2 separate regions of the Gossypium hirsutum genome follow, and region 1 is linked to region 2. The links are chromatin contacts, called in public Hi-C maps. All regions are on one chromosome and are shown on one strand. Each heading gives the region's core, a stretch centred on a gene start, on an enhancer-like site or on the middle of the called end of the contact. The rest is flanking DNA. Distances are from core to core; before and after follow the strand shown. Region 1 holds the start of LOC107934318. Region 2 holds the start of LOC107934310 (FT-interacting protein 3).

What was found. Hi-C and Micro-C count contacts between places; a contact is called where the count stands out from the background.
Region 1: a contact with region 2 is called in a Hi-C map of leaf, with 2.8 times the contacts expected there. The contact joins the promoter of LOC107934318 here to the promoter of LOC107934310 in region 2. A contact is called at or near these places in 11 of 34 Hi-C or Micro-C datasets (callus, hypocotyl, leaf and 1 more).

The regions. Positions count from the first base shown.
Region 1 is chrA08:104,485,227-104,491,166 of Gossypium_hirsutum_v2.1, forward strand. LOC107934318 reads left to right here and starts at 2,104. Exons shown (of 2, transcript XM_016866720.2): 1 at 2,104-3,010; 2 at 3,105-3,569. The coding sequence starts at 2,752. The coding sequence ends at 3,328. LOC121202932 reads left to right here. Exons shown (of 2, transcript XM_016866722.2): 1 at 1-163; 2 at 1,505-1,861. The coding sequence starts at 50. The coding sequence ends at 1,624.
Region 2 is chrA08:104,266,968-104,272,856 of Gossypium_hirsutum_v2.1, forward strand. It overlaps LOC107934310 (FT-interacting protein 3), which reads left to right and starts at 1,594. Exons shown (of 2, transcript XM_016866693.2): 1 at 1,594-1,815; 2 at 2,568-5,715. The coding sequence starts at 2,642. The coding sequence ends at 5,599.

The DNA of each region.
Region 1 (5,940 bases), core at 854-3,353, 220 kb after region 2:
TTTTCTTTTTGGCTAGAACCAAAAAACCATATTTGATGATACGGAAAATATGAATCCCCAAGCAGACAAGATGGTGAGGAGGATCACCATGGTGGCTACTGTTACTGCCTCTTATTTCCTTTTAACCGCTGACTATGGCCCTGAACCTAATGCTCTCGACCCTGTAAGTATCTTCTACTCTTTACTATTGTTTCGGTTTCAAAGGCCAATCTTCGGGTTTTCAATTTTTTCTTATCTGCTGCAGCCTAGGATAAGGGTCATATTATTTTTTGTGGGTTTTCATCAATTTGATGGTTTAGGTTCTACATTCATATTTAGTGTGGAGAATTATAATAAATGATAATGAATTTGAACATGTTAGGTATTAACCTATTGGGTCGAGTAGTCAGTAGCTCAATCTCGTTTCGGATTGGAGTCATGCGGAGGAGAAAACATTGCTAAGTTCGCCCATGTTTACGGATTTGACTTGGTTCAACTCTGGATTTAGTTAGACCCAAGGGGTCTTGAAAAAAAAAGTATAAACTTCAAATCCCATTCATTTTCAAAAGAAAATGAAATAATTAAAACCTGAAAGATTGGGGTTTGGACCTTCTAGTTGAAGAAATTTTAATCAGTTATAGGCAGGATAGGATGGCAACTAACCCCTTTAGAATGAAGTCCAGAAATATAAGAAAAGAACTTAGATGCTGGAACTGAGAGTTTTTATGTGAATTTTGGAAGTTGAAAAAAGATACTTTCTCATGATTTATGTTACACTTTACAAATGCAATTATTGAGAAATTAGGAAGTCTGATGATTTTTTCATCATCATGGACAGCACACGAATGATTAAGCAATACTGTCTCCCATAGAGTAGTAATTTCGAGTTTCGATTCTAGTTGCTGTATGATATATATATTTCACATGTAGGGTAACCTTAATTGCTTTCGTGTTTTGGGCTTTGGCTTCTTAAAAGCAAGTTTTTTAGTTTGTAAGATGTTGGCTGATAGAATATTGTAAAATGTAATTGGTCTCCTGTACATTAGCTGCGCTAAGCTTCCTATGTTTTAATATGCTTGTAAATCTAATCTTTTTCTATTCTCCTAATACTTGTTTTCTCTAATTCCATGGAGCCCACGCCTCTATAATTTCTTTACTTTCATAAATACTCCAAATTTCTCAACTTTGTTAGGCATAAATTTTGTTGCCTCCTATGTTTGTTGTGTGTAGCATGCTGGTTGTTGATGAATCGGCTTTTCGCTTGTTAAGTTTGAATGATAATGGTCCAAGGGAAGAAGAATGATAAAAGAAAGGAAATAGGAATTAGGATATGAAAGAAACAAGGATCTGGTATTTGGAGAACTGGATGCTTGATCTTTACATTCTTTGTTTGGGGTCGTTTGGGGATTTGACTGATGTTGTGATGTATTTGTGTGCTGTATTATCAGTATTCATTAAGGCCGTTTTAGAATTTGGCTTCCTCTCCATTTGTTTGCGATTCTATTGAAATGATATTCACGTGCAGATCAAGAAGAGCATACTATCAGCACAAACTTCACTGAAAGAGTTTATCGTGGGATCATCGAGGGAAGAACATCAAGGAAGTTCGCAGAGTTCCAACAACAACGCTAAAGAACACCCGTAGGTCTATACTCCATCCATAGGATACAAGATCGAGCAGTGATGAGGTTTGACTATTGAATAAGGCTTTTTTATGGTTATTATTACATTAGGGAATGCCTGAAAATTGTTGTATGAGGCCAAGCTTCCTTTGTCCCTTTTGAGTTTTCAACAGGGAATTTTGTGTTTGTGCAGTACTAGTAGTGTGTACTTTGTACATATTGCTTTTGAAGAAGGAATTTCAGTGGCGGTCATTTGATTATTTACTGCTAGTAATATTAAAATACTTACTATTTTAAAATAAATATTTTTATTGCATTTAAAATGCTTATATTATATATTTAGCAAATGAAAGACAAATCATGTCTTTTTCTTAAAATGAAAAAGAAAAAGTACTAATTTATTATCTGAGTCCCAAATCCTTAAGATGAGTAAAATGCTTGTATATTTAGTAGTTGTTCAATGCAGGCACAGGCAAAATTGAACAATATTTTTACAAATAGCCTGATTTTAGTGATCTAATTATGGTTTTAGACCCCTTATTATGTTGAAATTTGGGATTCAGTTTTTCTACTTTGATTTGGCATAATTTAGTCATTCTACTCTTACAATATTATTGGTAGGTTCAAATGGCTAATAGTACATCATTTAAAAAAGAAAACCCAGCTTTGAGATTCGGCTTTAGACTAATTGAACACTATTTATTGGATTTTTTAAGACAATAGGCAACTATTAACGGTGTTTATCAATTTGAATTTACTAAATGGTGTTTATCAACAATTTGGATTTACTTATAATCTTAAGGAAGCTTTAAATTCTAAAATTAGAAAATCTAAAATATGAAGATTAGAATCTAATTTTTAGAGTAGTAGAGGGACTGCAATCATCATTAGACCTAAACTAGTATGTTTAGTGTTAAATTGTTAACGGCGTATATAGGAAGCCTTCAGACGACGCCGTTGAGTTGGTCTAGTTGCACCAAGTTTATACGACGACGTTGTGCTGACCCAAGTGGGGGCTAACAGCTCGTACAGAGCTTCAGGTTCAACATCAAAAGATTCAAAAGACGCTCGAACTTTTCAAATTTCAAATCCCTAATGTTCCCAAAAGAAGAAGGGGTCTCTGCAAATAAAATCTAATCTTCTCTGATAGATGGCTCTGAACAACAAGCTCAAAACCCTAGAGACCCGCATTGGCAATGGACGGGCCGAATCGGAACCCGACTCCGAAGAGGACTTGGAGGAGCTGCAATCAGATGTGAAGGAAATGGCAGAGAAGATTCTAGAATATAGAGCTACTATTCCAGATCAGCTTAAGACGACTCTCGATTCAATTCTTTCCGCTCAAAGACCCGATTTGCCCGGCATTGATGATGGGTCGGATCCTGGACCTTCAGCACAAAATAATGCAGGTAGAGTTACACCCTTCAATTTTATAAGATTTTTGGAATTGGGACTTAATAATTTTTTCTCCATAATTGACCTAGATTTTGTTTATTTTTATAGATTCAAAAGAGATGAAATCAGATGACGAACAAAGGGCGGAAGAGAAGATACGATCACTTAAAGGCAAAATTTCGAGTAACATTTCAGCAATGCCGGTTGTTTTGAAACGGATGAAAGTTTGCATTTCCAGGATTGAGAAGCTAGAGTCTTGCAATGGCATTATACACCCTGCTTTGAAAAAGAGAAAATTAGTTGATCCAATGAAGCTTTATTTTCATAATTGACGAAATCTAGATTTCGAAATGAAAGGCTTACTCTACTCGTGTGTTTTTTTTTTTTCTCCTTCCACCATTGCAGGTATGGTTATGGTGTAATTACTTGAAGATACTGATTTCAATGTCTGTACCGCAAGGGAGCTTTCTGTAATGAAGTGCTTTCTTTTTTTATTTAGTAGTATTTTTGTTTCTCAATTCTACTAGGGGCTTTGATTGTCTTCTTAAAATGTAAGAGCTGTTTTCGATGTAATTATTTGTTAAGATTAGCCTTTTTAGTAAGGTATCTACATTTTTGGTACTAGTTTTAGAGTTTGATATCTTTTCAAGATTGCAACTTTAAACACTTTATTGTTGAGCTCTAATAGTATTAATTAGGGATAAATCACTATTTTGAAGCATGAACATTTTGGTTTGAATTAAGTAATTATTTTCATATTGGGGTTTGAATTTTTTTTTGTCGAATTTATACTCTAAACTTGGTAATTGTTTTTTATATTGGGACTTGAACTTGATAACTGTTCCCATGTCGAGGTTTGAAATATTATGGATTAATTTTGACAAAAAAAAGTTTAAGTCGAGAACAATTGCTAAGTTTAATGCTAAACTTGAAAAAAAAATCGTACTTTGATATAGTTCTCAAGTTCAAGCCCAAAAAAATGATTTAACCTTTTTTTTAAACAATTATAAGTTCTTATTATATTTGTTGTTTTTGATGCAATCTTTAAAACAATTCTTTGTCCTTTCTCAACTTATAAATAGAAGAATAATATGTTTTTGTGTACTTGAATCCACATCTTTCTACATTGACAATAATATCGATGCTAATCGAGTTAAGATTCAATTGGCAAGATTTAATCTTTTTAATTATTCCTCAGTAATTATAAATCCTTCGTACTTTATTAAAATTGAAAATTTATTTTGTTACTTTAATTTATAAAAACTGATCTCGTATTTTATACAAATTCAAAAATTAATTCAATTATAAGTAATAACAAGAACTTGAATTGCTAATTTGTTTCATTTATTGTCTTTTGTTAATTTGTTTGCCACTCAAAGATGTCGGGTAAGGTGCAACAAAATTATAGATTAACTTGTCTATTTTTACTTTTTATAAAGTAAAATAAAAACTTTTCAATTTTTATAAATTCAAAATTAGATTAGCTCTAAATATATTATTACCTAATTAAAGTTTAATATACGGTAATTAAATTATTTAGAAGTTTTCATTTAAGTCATTGAATTGATAAAATTGTCGCTATATGACTTTTTTCCGTTCACACTGCCAACATTCATCGAAAGCTCTCTAGTCTTTCCTCTTCTATAGTTTAGTTTTTTTTTATAAATCAGTTTTGAACGTCACGAATTTGTGAATCAAAATTCGAAAAAATTTCTTCTTCTATTCCCAACTTTGGGTGTCAAATCGTTTTGGATCTAAGGAATTGTCTCTACTCATTGATAGATGCTATTCCATCGTACTGTTTATCAAATTGTTACTTAAAGCTCGCAAGTTGAACTTAAAAAAGAAAAATTTAATAACTCAATGAATTAAATGAAAACTTTTGAATAACTCGATGTCTGTTTGTAACTGTTTAAAGTTGAGTAGCCAAAATTAAACTTACTAATAGTTCAATAACCTTGGATGTAGTTTACCATCATATATACACACACTATAGCAATACAATGAAAAAAAAAAACAATTCCCATACGATATAACTTATAAAATATCATTTATCATTATAATAATCTACCATATATAACTGTTGACTATTATTTAAAAACTTTAATTGAATGTAAATCTTTTATAAAAATATAGCAACAAATTTGAAATAAAAAAGTTCATATCTTCTTTTAATATTTTCAACCTCATTGTATATAAAAAGTATTAGACTATAATTGGTATAAAAATGGATGGTGGGAATAAAATTTTCAAATTACAATTTAAATTTGATTTTGTTTGCTATAAAATCTAAAATCTATTTAACTTTAAATAATTATGATAATACCATATAACAATATATTAACAATAAATGTTGCTTACTTAAAATAAAATAAAATAAAAACACAAATCATGTTTCTATATTTAATTCATTAACTACTTTTATTTTCAATATATTATTATGCATTATATTTTTGTTCAACAAAACCAATAATTTTTATATAAATGCAAAATTATGCACTTATCATTAATTTTTTAAATAAATAAACAACTTAAACCAAAACTAAAATTATAAAAACATTATAATATTAATACAAAAAAACAACTCGTACATTGCGCGAGAATCCAAACTCGTATATATTAGAAACTTTACCTATGCATGCAAAAACCATATATTTAGAATACATATTTGTGTTTGAAAATAACATACAATAAATAATGAAATATATGTTTTGAAACTAATTAATAATAATAACACATGAAATATATACAATTTTAAAATAAAAAAATAGTTTAAATTCTAATTAAAATGAAATCTAAACGCATGAATACGTCATATTAAGATTACTAAATTAGTGTCGTTTTAGTTTGTAACACTATCTTAATCAACAACATTATTAATACTAGAAATCCTATCACATGCGTATGTGTATGTAAATCACGTTTTTAGCAATCTAATTGATGG
Region 2 (5,889 bases), core at 344-2,843:
TTAGATAAAGTTATATATAATGTTTATTTTCTTGCTATTTTTTTAGTAATCGTATATCAACTACTTTTTTTATATTGGCATAATACATATGATGATTTGATTTTAATTTTTGTTACATGTTTAAAAATTATTTTTTATCATACTAATAATTTTTTATATAAATTATATAATTGTATAATTATAATTTATACTACAAATATGGCATAACGAATTACGATATAATTACATTTTATCAACCAAATATATATAAAAAAATTATAATTTTTTATTATTAAACTTTCATTCAACTATTCTGTACATATTTAAATATGCAAAAAAAAATCCCTAATTAATTTTACATGAGAACAATTTTACTCATTTAAGTTGTTTTGTACATAATAAAATCAAGTTTGACTAATTTAGGAATTTTTTTGGATAGAATACTAAGTTATGAATTTCAAATTTGTTTTCCTCTTTTACTGTAAATAATTGTATTTTTATTTCCCAAAACTAATTAGCTGGTGTTATTAAATGTTAGCACATTGAATAAGGAAAGCATGAATACTAGTCCTTGAACCAAAAAGTTTTGCTTTATTCTATTTTGCTTTTTAATTTCCTGTTGATCAACTAAATAAAATCTGGAAAATGAATGGAGGAGGAAAGCCCACAACAAAATTCATTTTTTTAAAAAATAATTATTTTTATTAATAAAAAGCAATACATTAAAACCATTTATCTGGCCAATTGATAAATTATTTTAATTGATACCTAATTATACCCCTAAAATTTAATAAAATAAAGAGTTAAAACTTTTCATTTCGTAAAAACATTAATGAACAATGTAACAAATTCATATATTCATTTTTTTTTTGAACCAATCATCTAATTTTCAGTTAAGTTGTCAAAATAATTTGAAAAACACGCTAAATTAAATTAAAGAACAGTCAACTAAAGACGACATCGACATGCAATTTGAAAAGAATTACCACACGTGTCAATAAAGTACAGCGCGTGCCATAACGAGCACATTCAAGAGTGTTGAAATTGTATTAAAAAGAAAAAAAAACGTCAACACCCGTATCGTTGTCGTATAAGATTAGAAGTGAAAACAAGGTCGATATTTCTTGAAAGTCCCTTTTTTATACCTTTTTTTCATTTTTAATCCTTCTATTGTAATTTGACCCTTTCTGATCCTATATTTTCGAAATAGGTGGTTATTTTTTTGTTAATTTTGTCAGATAATTTGGAATGGTTTAATTTTAAAAAATATGATGATTTGGCATATAAATTTTGATATTTTTTATATGGTAACAATTTTTTTACACGTTTAAAGAAAAGAGAAAACTGTATAATATTTATCCAAAACTAAAAAATAATTGCAAAGTATACATGCCGCAGCATCATATATTTTAAAAAATAATCCAAGTGAAATTATTTAATAAAATTTAAAAAATACACATTTTGAAAAAGTAAAAGGTTAAAAATGACAAATTTTAGCACATAAACTAAATTTCCCAAGAATGTTACAGGGACTTTCGTGAAATTTAACCAAAAGGGAAAAAAGGAAAGTTGGAAACTGATAATTAAATTTAAACAGTGAATCTCTTCTTATTTCGTTTTGATTTTTCTTTAATTTATCTCCATCATCTTCAGAAAAAAACATTTCATTTTACTCGTTTTAGACGACTCTCTAATATTCTCTCGGTCAAACTGTATTTTATTTCTAAATTTTTAAATTAATCTCCTTCTCTCCTAAGTTTCATAGATGCTATCATATACACTCCTTTCAAGCTTCCTTTCACTTTCCTAACAGAGCTTTCAGCTTTTAAAACAGAGGTCAGTTGTTTTTAATCTCTTTAAATTCCCTTAAATTCTTTTCTTCTTGTTCGATGATTTTATTTTATTTTTATTGTGTATTCGGGGTTTTTTCTACTCTTGGTATCTGATTGTTGGGTGTTCTTTGAAACCTGAAAAAAGTAAGCTGATTCTTCCTTTTCTTTCTTCAAACTTTAAAAAAAAAATAGACGCTTTTCATAGAGGAAAGTTTTTGCCATAAGTTTCTTAAATAACAAAAAAAAACCCAGTAATTGTTTCCCAGAAGGAAACATGGACTGAGCTTTGATTTTGTAAAAGGATCAAAAAGATCCTATGTGTGTGTATATATATATTCTGATGTGAAACTAAAGTATGGTATCTTTCTCTCAGAATCTTGCTTTAGTATGAGAAAAAAATTCATGGAATTATTTCCCCTTTTTAATCTCTGGCTGGAATCTCAACTTTCCTTTTTCATAATTTTACATGATAAAATTACAGATTATATACTGCTTGGTTGTCAAGAATTTGGAGAATTTAAATTGAAAAAAATATTTATTTATATATAAAAAAATTCATTGCAGTTTCATGCTAATTCTCATTATACTGGGTTCTTGTTGTATTAATTTGTTGTGTTTTGCGCTTTTTTGCATTTTCAGTGCTTATATCCTTTCGATATTGCTTGCTTATTTGTTCATGGAGGGACTGAAATTCATCTGTTTTAAATTCATACATGAATTATCATTGTTAAACTGTTAGTTTTCTTTTTATTTCAGGTATTATTTTGATCGACTTCAATTATCGATAGTCAATAAAGTGATTTCTGGTTCCGGTTTGATTGATACAAACTATGAGTAGTCTCAAGTTGGGGGTGGAGGTGGTGGGGGCGCATGACCTGTTAGCCAAAGATGGGCAGGGATCATTCTGTGCCTTTGTGGAGCTCGAGTTCGATGGCCAGAGATGCCGGACCACTACTAAAGAGAAAGATCTCAATCCGGTATGGAACGAGAGTTTCTATTTCAATGTATCGGATCCAAACAAGTTGTCAAGCCTCCCACTTGAAGCTTTTGTTTACAACCATAACAAAGCAAACAACGCGAAGACTTGTCTTGGGAAGGTTCGACTCACTGCACCATCGTTCGTGAATTACTCCGATGCGGTTGTTTTGCACTACCCTCTTGAGAAACGAAGCATTTTCTCCCGTGCGAAAGGAGAGCTTGGTTTGAAAGTGTTTGTTACTGATGATCCTTCGATAAAACCTTCGAATCCACTTCCAGCCATGGAACCGGATGTAGTCCCGAAGTCAATTTCCAAAGAGAAAAATGGCAAAAGACACACATTTTTTCATCTTCCAAATGCAAAGCAGCCACAACAGCAGCAGCAAAAAGTTACCCCAGCACCACCCCAACAACAAATGAATTATGGAGTACATGAGATGAAATCCGGACCACAGGCGTTCCCGGGTTCATCATCTCAACCATTTGATTATGCTCTTAAAGAGACAAGTCCATTTCTTGGAGGAGGACGAATTGTTGGAGGCCGAGTCATACGAGGAGACAGACCAACCAGCACCTATGACCTTGTTGAGCAGATGAGATTCCTTTTTGTACGAGTGGTGAAAGCCCGAGATCTTCCTTCAAAAGATGCGACAGGCAGCCTCAATCCGTATGTTGAAGTGAAAGTAGGAAATTACAAAGGAATCACGAAGCATTATGAAAAGAAACAAAATCCAGAATGGAATCAGGTGTTTGCCTTTTCAAGGGAAACAGTGCAGTCATCTGTGCTAGAAGTTGTTGTGAAGGATAAGGATTTAGTGAAAGATGACTCTGTTGGGTTCGTGCGCATTGATCTCCACGAGGTTCCTACAAGGGTTCCACCTGATAGTCCGTTGGCTCCGGAATGGTATCGGTTAGAAGATAAGAAAGGAGAGAAAAAGAAAGGAGAACTGATGCTTGCAGTTTGGTATGGCACACAGGCTGATGAGGCTTTTCCCGATGCTTGGCATTCGGATGCTATTGCTCCAGGTGATAGCACTTCAGTTTCCCCGACATATATCCGCTCAAAGGTTTATCACTCTCCGAGACTGTGGTATGTCCGTGTCAATGTTATTGAGGCTCAAGACCTTGTTCCAGCTGACAAGAGCAGGTTTCCTGATGCATATGTTAAGGTTCAGATTGGTAACCAGATCTTAAAGACAAAACCAGTCCAAACTCGAAATATGAATCCAATCTGGAACGAAGAGTTTATGTTTGTTGCTGCCGAACCCTTCGAAGATCATCTGACTTTTACAGTTGAAGATCATGCAGGTCCTAATAAGGATGAGACCATTGGAAGGACTGTCATAGCATTGAACTCCATTGATAGGCGTGCTGATGATCGCTTTGTCCGTACCCGGTGGTACAACCTGGAGAAATCTTTATCCGATGCCATGGACAGTGATCGTGCAAAGAAGGATAAATTTCATAGTAGGCTCCATGTTTGTGTTTGTCTTGATGGAGGATACCATGTTCTTGATGAATCAACTCAGTATAGCAGTGATCTCCGGCCAACAGCAAAGCAGCTCTGGAAATCGTCAATTGGTGTTTTAGAACTCGGAATTTTGAATGCTGACGGGCTCCAACCAATGAAAACTAGAGACGGAAAAGGTACATCTGATACATATTGTGTTGCAAAGTATGGCCATAAATGGGTTCGAACTCGAACCATAGTAAATAGCTTGAATCCAAAATATAATGAGCAGTACACCTGGGAAGTTTATGATACAGCCACGGTTCTCACGGTGGGGGTCTTTGATAACTCTCAGATTGGAGGTTCCGATAATAGCAGAGATAACAAAATCGGAAAGGTACGGATTCGTATATCTACACTGGAAACTGGTCGTGTTTACACACACTGTTACCCGCTGCTGGTTCTTCACCCTTCTGGTGTCAAGAAATTGGGTGAACTCCATTTAGCAATACGATTTTCGTCAACATCGATGGTTAATATGATGTCTCAGTACTCGCTTCCTCTTCTGCCAAAGATGCACTACAAAAGGCCGTTGAGCGTGATACAGCAAGACATTCTGCGACATCAGGCTGTGAATATCGTGGCAGCTCGGCTTGGTCGGGCAGAACCTCCTCTCAGGAGAGAAGTAGTCGAATATATGTCCGATGCAAATGCTCACCTTTGGAGCATGAGGCGCAGCAAGGCAAACTTTTTGCGACTGACATCGGTCTTCTCGGGATTATTTTCGGCTGGAAAATGGTTTGGTGAAGTTTGCACGTGGAAGAACCCTATTACAACAGTGCTGGTTCATACCCTATTCGCAATGCTCGTTTGTTTCCCAGAGCTGATTTTACCAACGGTTTTCTTATACATGTTCCTTATAGGGGTTTGGAACTATCGTTATCGACCAAGGTACCCTCCTCATATGAACACTAGTCTTTCTTGTGCCGATGCAGTTTCTCCTGATGAGCTAGATGAAGAATTCGAGACCTTTCCTGCATCGAAAAGCTCGGATATAGTTCGGATGAGGTATGATCGTTTAAGGAGTGTCGCAGGGCGAATTCAGACTGTTGTTGGTGACATAGCTACACAAGGCGAGCGGCTTCAGGCACTCCTAAGCTGGCGGGATCCTCGTGCCACGACAATATTTGTGTTATTATGTCTGGTGGCTGCCATTGTTTTGTATGTCACACCTTTTCAGATGATTGCTCTTCTTGCTGGGTTTTATGTTATGAGGCATCCCAGGTTTCGCCACAAGACACCTTCGGCACCGATCAATTTCTTCCGTCGTCTGCCTGCAAGGACAGATAGTATGTTGTAAATAGGTTGTGGGGTTTTCTTGGAACTGTGGACTTAACTTCGTGTTGTAAAAACATCGATTACAGCTGTTGCCTGACATGTTTTGGTGAATGCAAGTACCTACTTTATCTTTATGCATCCAATGTTAGCCGATATAAAATCCCAAGTCTGGCTACTGTATGCAAGAAATTGCAACCATATTTGTTACAATGATGGCCTGTTTATGAGTTCTGCACTATCCTCTGGCATAAAATTCTGATCTTATAGAGGTCATTTTTTTTTTAATTTTCTAAAACCGGAGCATGTTCAAAT